Regions from separate parts of the Hordeum vulgare genome. Here region 2 is linked to region 1. A link is a contact called in public HiChIP or PLAC-seq data. All regions are on one chromosome and are shown on one strand. Each heading gives the region's core, a stretch centred on a gene start, on an enhancer-like site or on the middle of the called end of the contact. The rest is flanking DNA. Distances are from core to core; before and after follow the strand shown. Region 1 holds the start of LOC123447935 (SWI/SNF complex subunit SWI3C homolog). Region 2 holds the start of LOC123447936 (F-box/WD-40 repeat-containing protein At3g52030).

Region 1 (4,581 bases), core at 1,984-4,483:
TCCCCATTTCAGAAACTGCGTCCTAGTCTCTATAAGAAGGCGAATGCAACCCGTTCAAAGAACAACAAGAACCATACCTTCAAGAGGGGAAGGAGGAGCAAGTGAAGTTATTGCCATTTAACTACTCGCTTAGTTAAACTATTAACCATTTGTGTCGGCTTTGTCAAACTATTTGTTATTTGCTATGTGGAACCATTTGCTACTATTTTCTATGTGTGATATGTTTAGTTGTTTAACTTTCATTCATATCGAGGTGTGAAACATGATATATTGTGTGAGATCTGCATATTTATTGTTTTTAAGATTATACTATTGTTGTAGAATTTTTTTAACCAAAAGTTGTGAAACACACAAGTTACATGTAAAAAATGGACGTGGAGCTTCTCAGTCCGAGCTCAAATGAGCTCGGATGAACAGTAAAATTGAAACTAATTTTAAAAAAAATTCAAAAAATTCTATTTTTTGTGATAAACACTAACAAAAGCTCTAATATCTTGCAAAATTTCATTAGAAAATCACATTTGTGTGAGGCGTGGCAAAAAACAAAAACAAAATCGATACTCTGAAAATGCTACTTTCAAAAGCATTTTGGAGTACGATTTTGTTTTTTGCCACGGTTTTCATAAATGTGATTTTGTAATGAAATTTCGCAGACAGATAGAACTTTTATCAAATTTGTCACGAAAAAATCAGATTTTTTGAATTTTTTTTATTCCACTGTTCACAGTAAAAAATACACTATAAACACATAATATCACCAAGGTACCGGCGATAGAGTGTGTAACCCTACCGTAATTTTTTAGCGATTCCAGGTTCTAGTACTGGTACTAGAAAAGGCCACCTATCGCTGGAGGCCTCGGCGGTAGGTTCTTACATCCTACTACCACAAGCCCTAGCGATAGGGCCTACACCACATCAACCTTGCACCGCTAGTTGATGGTTGCTGTCGTTCAACATACCGTCAGAAATATTGATGATAGGATGTGAATCCCTACCGTCAGCCATGACGATGGTAGAAAAATGATCAAATCTCTAATTTTCAGACCGGAGTCAGATCCCGCTAAAATAATCCAATTTTACCGGTTTTAGATGCTCTTAGGGTGTGTTTGGTTCGGGAACGAAGTGGAACGGAATGTCATGGTTCCATTCCACTTGAACGGGTTGGTTCCGTCCTTGTGTTTGGTAGAGGAGATTTAAAGGAACGAGATGGTTACATTTTGATGTTTGGTTGGAGGGATGGAATGGAATGGAATGGATTTGTTCATCTTCCTTTGCTGCATCTCGTCGTCGCCATCACTTTCACTGCACGCCATGGGGACGCGAGGGACAAGGGTTGCGCGTGCACCCGGCGGCGCGTGCACCTGGCTGCGCGTGCTCCCGGCTGCGGCACGTGCTCCCGGCGACGGCGCAACAGATGCAGGGGGCGGCGATGCAGCGGATGCAGGGGGCGACGGCGCGGTAGAAGGACCTCGGTGGCACAATAGATGCAGGGGCCGGCGATGCAGCAGATGCAGGGGGCGGCGGCGCGGTAGAAGGGCCTCAGTGGCGCAGTAGATGCAGGGGGCGGCGGCGCGGTAGAAGGACCTCGGTGGTGCAGTAGATGCAGGGGGCGGCGATGCAGCAGATGCAGGGGGCGGCGACGCGGTAGAAGGGCCTCGGTGGCGCAGTAGAAGGGGCCCGCCGGCGCAGCTGATGGAGGGAGAAATTCGGCTGCCGACGCAGCTGATGGAGGGATCCGGCCAACAGCGCAATAGAAGGTGGTCGGCGGTGCGGCTGAGGGAGGGAGGGAGGAAGAGGGCCAGCGAGGTTATGGGAGAAAGGGGGCAGCGTCGGGGAAAATGTGAGAGACGCGAGGCGTTCCGCATCGTTCCACCGATTCAGAGGTACTAGCGCGTTACGGATCTCGGAGGAATATGCCATTCCAGGGAATGAGTGGGTTCCGATTCCTGGACCCAACTAAACAGAAGAACGACCTCTAGGGACGGGACGGACCCGTTACATTCCACCCGGTGACACAAACCAAACACACCCTTAGAGCATCTCTAGCAAACCCCGTAAAAGAGCCGAACCCGCAAAATTCCGGCGAGTATACGGGTTCTACCCGTTTTAGTGGTCAGAACAGACCCCATATCGCGCATCCGGCCCGTATTTTTTTTATCACGGCCAGGAAAAGAACCCCCCAACCGGCATATATGCGGGTCAAACCCTATCCTCCGCCGCCACAGCTCCACCGCGATTCATCTCCCACTCCGCTCTAATTTCTCGCCGCCAGCGAGACAAAAAAAACCCATAGCAAGCTGTCCCGACCATGGACGACCACGTAAATGGAGGGGATGACGCCGAGCGCCACCGCCGCCTTGCCTCCGACGCCGCACGCAAGCGGGGATCACGGAGGTGGCTGAACTACGTCCATCGGCCGTCGTCGACTTTCGAACGCCGCGAGCTCGAGGAGTGCGAGCGCGAGCTCGCGGTCCGACGCCTCGACTCCTCTGCCGCTGGGAGTTCGTCCACGGACGCCTCGTCCTCGCAGACCATCACTCCGGTGAAGAGAAGGTCGGAGGAGCTCGGGCCGCTCGCCGTCAAGCTCGAGGACGATGCCATCCCGTCGCGTGGAGGGGTCATCGGCCCCGAGGACTACCTCCCTCCAGGGCAGGAGGATGACCTCATGCGCGCCATCATGGAGCGCTCGGTGAGGGAGGCGGAGGAGGCCGCCGCGCGCAACCGCCGCGAGTTCGAGATTGAGCAGATTTTCTTCGATCAAGGGGTCACAACATCGCACGCGAGCGCGTCCAATGAGGCGGACTTGCGTGTCATGAAGACCGAGCAGGACAAGATCTGGATCGACCTCAACTCCGATGAGGACTTAGCTCCTCCGTCTCCTTCGCCGCGTCGTTGCCGTCGCACCCGTCATTTTTGGTAGTCTAGGCTCGGTTACGCTGCACGACTCGCAGTCCTCCCCCTACCTAGTAGTATGAATAAGTGATGTAGGTTACTGATGAAGAACTATGATGTAGTTTGATGAATAACCATGATGTAGTTTTACTGTGAATGTATTTTTTAAATACAGCTTTGTCGCATGAAATGACTACGTAAAATTGCTCCGCAACAACTTGTAAACGCATTTTGCTTTTTTTTTTTTTTTTTTTTTTTATGGAGTATGCTAGAGATGGTGTGCTGCCGAAAATAATCCAATTTCTCATCGCACGTGTTGCCTTCGTCGTCATCGTCGAGACGGTCGGTCCCCTCATCACTCGTGGTCATCCTACGAAACCTCACCACCTATCTAAAAAAAAACCCTGACCACCTCTTCGGCGTCGGCCGTCCCCGACTCGTCGCCGCCTACGATGCCGCGCAAGGCCTCCTGCACGCCAGGTTGGTACGTCCAACCTCTCGCCGGACCTAATTACCTGAGCTGCTACCAACTGATCTTGCACCCTCCATCCGAACCCTAACCCCCAGATTCGCGCACCAAATGGCGGAAACGGAAGCGAAACTCCGACGCCCTTCCATTGCCGTCGGCCGCGGCCGACCATTCGGACGATTCCGACAACGATGACGACGACACGGCCGTTCCATCGCCCGCGGTTGACAATGCCGACTACGAAATCCTGGCCGGTGCCGCGGCCAGGAATCCCGTGCCCGACCCCCGTGAGGCAGAGCTGCTCTCCTCGGCCGAGGTCATCTCCACCTTCCCTGCCGCCACCCGCCGCACAGTCAACCGTCCGCATCCGTCGGTCATGGCCGTCGTTGCAGCTGAGCGATCTGCGTATGTGGGTGATGTCTCCGCCGCCGCGCCACCGGCATTGGAGAACATCTCGCATGGGCAGCTGCAGGTGCTCTCCAGGGCGCTCCCTGACCACCCGTCCCTTTCGACGGATCCTGACAGGCCGTCTTCTTATGTCTGCACGCCACCGCCCCTCATGGAGGGGCATGGCGTGCACAAGCAGTTCCAGGGCCGCCTCCATGTGGTGCCTAAGCACTCAGGTTCGCTCGTTGCGACTAAACCCTGAATTTCTGAACATACGTTGGTTTTAAGTTCACTGCAACATGAATTAATTTACCATTTGTAGATTGGTTCTCTCCTGGGACGGTGCACAGGCTGGAAAGGCAGGTTGTTCCACACTTCTTCACAGGGAAATCTCTAGGGCACACTCCGGAGAAGTTCATAATGTTAAGGAATAGAATTATTGCCAAATATTTGGAGAACCCAGGCAAGAGGCTTGGTTTTGCAGAGTGCCAAGGGTTTGTTGTTAACACAGGTGAACTATATGATTTGAGTAGGATCGTTCGGTTCTTGGACACCTGGGGAATCATCAATTACCTCGCGGTTGGGTTGGTGCACCGGGGTCTGAGGGTGGCAGCATCACTTCTTATAGAGGAACCAGCAGGGGAGTTGCAACTGTTGACTACAGCGCTGAAATCCATTGATGGTTTAATTTTGTTTGACCGGCCAAAATGTAGTCTCCAAGCAGACGACATTTCTTCTCTGACTTCATCTTCATCAAATCCAGAGGTGATGGATTTTGACGCCGATGCTGAGTTTACTGAATTGGAAGGGAAGATTAGAGAAAGGCTATCAGA
Region 2 (4,312 bases), core at 1,310-3,809, 200 kb before region 1:
GGCGTCGGGGGTCGGGGGTCGAGGGTCAGTGGCGTCGGGGGTCGAGGGTCGCGGGTCGGGGGTCGAGGGTCAGTGGTGCCGGGAGTCGAGGGTCAGTGGCGTCGGGCGTCGGGGGTCGGGGGTCGGGGGTCGAGGGTTAGTGGCATCGGGGGTCGGGGGTCAGTGGCGTCGGGCGTCGGGGGTCGGGGGTTAGTGGAGTCGGGAGTCAGGAGTCGGGGGTCGGGGGTCAGTGGCGTCGGGCGTCGGGGGTCGGGAGTCGGGTGTCAGTGGCGTCGAGGGTTGGTGGCGTCGGGCATCGGGGGTCGTGGGCCGGGGGTCGGGGGTCGGGGTCCTCTTCTTTCTTCTTCTCCTCTCTTCTCTTTTTCTTCTTCTTCTTCTTCTTGGTCATCTTCTTCTTCTTATTATTCTTCTTCTTTTTTCTCCTCCTCCTCCCCCTCCTCTTCTTCTTCTTCTTCTTGTTCTTCTTCTTTCTTTTCTCTTTCTCCTCCTCTCCTCTTTCTTCTTCTTCTTCTTCTTCTTCTTCTTTTTTCTTCTAGTTTGTTATTCTCTTATTTTCTTCTAATTTTTTTCCTTTTCTATCTATTTTTTCTACCTAATAAACTAACTATCTAATTTAACATAAAAAACAAAAAAAACTAACTATCTAATTTAACAGAAAAAACAGAAAATAAACTAACTATCTAAATTAACTATCTAATTTAAAAGAAAAAACAGGAAATAAAGCCAAAAAGGAAAAAAAACTCACCTGCAGGGGCAATGGGCGGCGGGGGCAGTGGTTGTCGGGGCGGTGGTGGCCTGGCCAGTGTGGCGCAGGGGCCGGCAAGGGCGTTGGGTGGGGGCAGGGCGCGGGGAGGAGGGGCGTGGGGGGGTCGAGCCGGTGGTGGTGGAGGGCGAGCTCCGGCGGCGCGAGAGGAGGGGAGGGCAACTCCGGCGGCGCAGGGAGCAGGAGCGTGGGGAGGAGGGACGCGGGGAGGAGGGGAGGGCGAGCTCTGGCCGTGGGTGGCGGTGATGGGTCGGAGCAGCTTCGGTGGTGGTGGCGGCGCTGGGGTGGGCAGGGCGCGGGGAGCTCCGGTCGTGGGCGGCGGTGGTGGGTCGGAGTGGCCCAGGTGGTGGTGGCGGCGGCTCTGGGGTGGGCAGGGGGCGCGCGCGAGAGAGTGGAGGCTTTGTGTGTGTGAGAGAGAGGGGTGAGTGCCGTTACGGGAGCGGGGGTGGGGGCTGACTGACGTTAGGGTGGCGCCCCCTTTGCCGTCTGCAAAGGCTGGGAGGCACACAACAAATGGGTGGGTGGGGTGGGTGGGCTTCGGCCGTTAGGGTGGCGCCCCTTTGCTGTTAGCCTCTCCTTTGCTGCCCCCTTTGGCAAATATTTGCTGTTAGGTAGGCAAGGCTGACGGCAAACAACACCTTTGCCATCAGGGTGTTGTTTGCCGTCAGCTTTGTGCCAACTGACGGCAAAGATGATCTTTGCCATGTGTCAGCAGACGATAAAGACATGACAGATGGTAAATTTAGGATTCGAGTAGTGGATCATTTGTTCAACGATGCATATATTGTTATTGATTACTAAAACCATCTTAAAAAGCAATTGCGCTTTCAAAAAAAGATGTGAGGAAAACAAACAAATATTTGATTTTACAATTTATGTTTAAGGAATCTATCCGGTCGCAGCTTAAATTAATTCTTAAAACATGTTTTTCAACAACTGAAAACAGGGGTTTTTAAGTTGGCCATAGTGGGAGTAACATAACTAGTATCATAACCTTGAAATTAGCAAACACGCTGATATGACACATAATTAAAGAGGAGAGAGAGAGTTAAAATAACATAGATAGATACCGTATCATGTTAAATGCTATGCTACTATGTGTCATGCATGTCAATAAATGAGACCATCTATGTTATACTAGTTTATGATAGTATGCACTATAAAGATACTATTATATCATAATATCATATGCATGATACTACTATATGATACTCCCTCTGTACTTAAATAAGTGTAATTGGGGAAAACTAGTCTAGGTGACTACATACGGAGCAAAATGAGGGTATCTACACTCTAAAACATGTATATATACATCTGTATGTAGTCCCGCAATAACACCTCTAAAAAGACTTATATTTAGGAACATAGGTAGTAGTATGTACTATATGATAGAACTATGAGTAGCCTTAGGGTGTGTTTGGTTGGAGGGATAGGCTAGGGTGGTTGTGGGTATCCCCAACCAGGTGGCTGGGGATAGCTTTTTTTGTTTGGTTGTAAGGGTAGGGTTATCCTTTTTTTGTTTGGTTGGGAGGATGGATCCTCCCGCGCCGGTCGCCTCCCGTGCCGGCCGCCTTCCGCGACGGCCGCGCCGGCCGCCCCAGAGTGGTTGCCACCGCCCGCCCGTTTTTGGCTGTTGGCCACATCCTTTTTTTTAAATATTCCCAGCATCTGGTTGACTCTGTACCTCCCCGCCTCAGATCCAAACGCATAACAACCATAGAAAAAAATGGTTATCCCTGTCCCTGATAGGATATCCCTTCAACCAAACACACCCTTAGTTTCGCCTTTCAGGGATCTGATGTTGCGAGGACGAGGGTTCCCGAAACCTTGTTGGGCCGGTGCAATCAAGCGAACACCGCTGTCCACACAGACGCTGTCTGCCGGAAGTCCACGATGCCTACAGGCCTACAGTGGACCGGTCGACTACCGGCGGGCGGCGACAGGAGAGGCTCGCCCTTCTGAGAGAGAGAGAGAGGGAGAGATGGAGGCGAGCAGCAGCCGGAGCCGGAGCCAGGGCGGAGGTCTTACCTCGAAGCGGCGCAGCGGCGGCGGCGGCGGAGGCGGGTACGGGCTGACGGGGCAGTCGCTGAACGACGATACCCTCCGTTCCATCTTCTCCCGCCTCGACGACCACTTCGACCTCGCCCACTGCTCCGCCGTCTGCCAGTCATGGTCAGACCTGCTACGCGGATCATCTCACCTCCCCTTCCCTTCCCTTCCCTTTCCTGTGTCTCCTTCAGTTCATTTCCTGATTGCTGTCAGCAGTACGTTCGTTTTGTTCTACGCTCTCCTTATATTGTATACTCCCTCCGTCACAGTTTATAAGGCATGCGCGTGTACCTAGGTCGTCAATTTGACTTATATAAAATATATTGTTTAACATAAAAATTATATCATTAGAAAATAGAACATCTAAAGTTTCTAATGATATATTTTTTGTAATATATGCCTCTCATTAAGTTGGTCAAATTGACGACCTAGATACACGTGCCGGACTTATAAACTGAAACGGAGGAAGTACTAATATAACTGAACCTACTTCTCGATCTGTTAGCGGATTATTATTACCGGACTGATTTTATTAGCAGTATTGATAAATCATAGATGCACACTTCAATCCGCGAGATGGCAAAGATCTGAGAACCTAAACCAGGGAGCTACCAATTGCTGTGATGCAACTCTTGTGCTAGTCGTTGTATTTCAGTTTGGTATTTGTGCTGTTCATTTTTCATCCCACAATCCGGATGCATTTTTTTCTTGTGAAAGTTCCTAATTATGTAGCAATTTCTAGTGTTGATTACAGTGTGCATGTCTGATTTTATGCTTTGTTTAGGAATACGATTATCAACACGGCCCATCTGATGAGGGATCTATATTACAAGAGGAATCCACAGGCAAGAGGCTCGAGTTCTACTATTTCAGTGAAAAGTTATTTTGAGGCGCTGGCCATGAATGAGCATGCATCAACTCTTGCTAGAGGGTCTGCTGAAGTTCATCAGTGGATTGGTCATGATATAAGGTAGGCACCTGTTGTCTGGTATATGTCTTCTGAACATATGCCTCCGAGTGTTATAATGTACCGGCAAAAATAGTTACATTTGTCAACTCATAATATTTTTGTATAGTTTTAGGCTTTTAGCATGATCAGTCTTCTGTTTCTTATTTACCAAACAATGATTCAGTATCTATGTTTTCTCTTTCTTATTTCTTGCTGCAGGGCCACCTTGTGTCGTATGAAAAGCGGTTCAGTCTTAACTGGAATGGGAGATAAGGTGAATGTTGTATCATGTAGTGCTGTTCTTAATATTTTCATCAATGTTGTTTCAAATAAATATCTTCATCAATGTAAAATATCTAGTTACAAAATGTATTTGTGAGGTGTGGTATGTGGCCCTACAGTTGATGCAATGAGATGCAGATTGTCACATAAACATGATTGTGGAAATCATGCTTGCCTAAGTCCAAAATTGTAGATGATTAGCATAGTGCATGGCTGAAGATCTCGTAGTTCCCTTTGAATACTGTGTCACTTTTCTAGTTAGTATCATC

The links. HiChIP or PLAC-seq counts read pairs in DNA pulled down with a chosen protein or histone mark.
Region 2: a contact with region 1 is called in an H3K4me3 HiChIP or PLAC-seq map of embryo, with 5 times the contacts expected there. The contact joins the promoter of LOC123447936 here to the promoter of LOC123447935 in region 1. A contact is called at or near these places in 2 of 6 Hi-C or Micro-C datasets (leaf and an unstated tissue) and 1 of 1 datasets of contacts at active chromatin or transcription factors (embryo).

Annotation. Positions count from the first base shown.
Region 1 is chr4H:76,987,757-76,992,337 of MorexV3_pseudomolecules_assembly, reverse strand. It overlaps LOC123447935 (SWI/SNF complex subunit SWI3C homolog), which reads left to right and starts at 3,233. Exons shown (of 9, transcript XM_045124670.1): 1 at 3,233-3,372; 2 at 3,460-3,984; 3 at 4,071-4,581. The coding sequence starts at 3,345.
Region 2 is chr4H:77,189,750-77,194,061 of MorexV3_pseudomolecules_assembly, reverse strand. LOC123447936 (F-box/WD-40 repeat-containing protein At3g52030) reads left to right here and starts at 2,559. Exons shown (of 9, transcript XM_045124672.1): 1 at 2,559-2,935; 2 at 3,597-3,782; 3 at 3,981-4,035. The coding sequence starts at 2,562.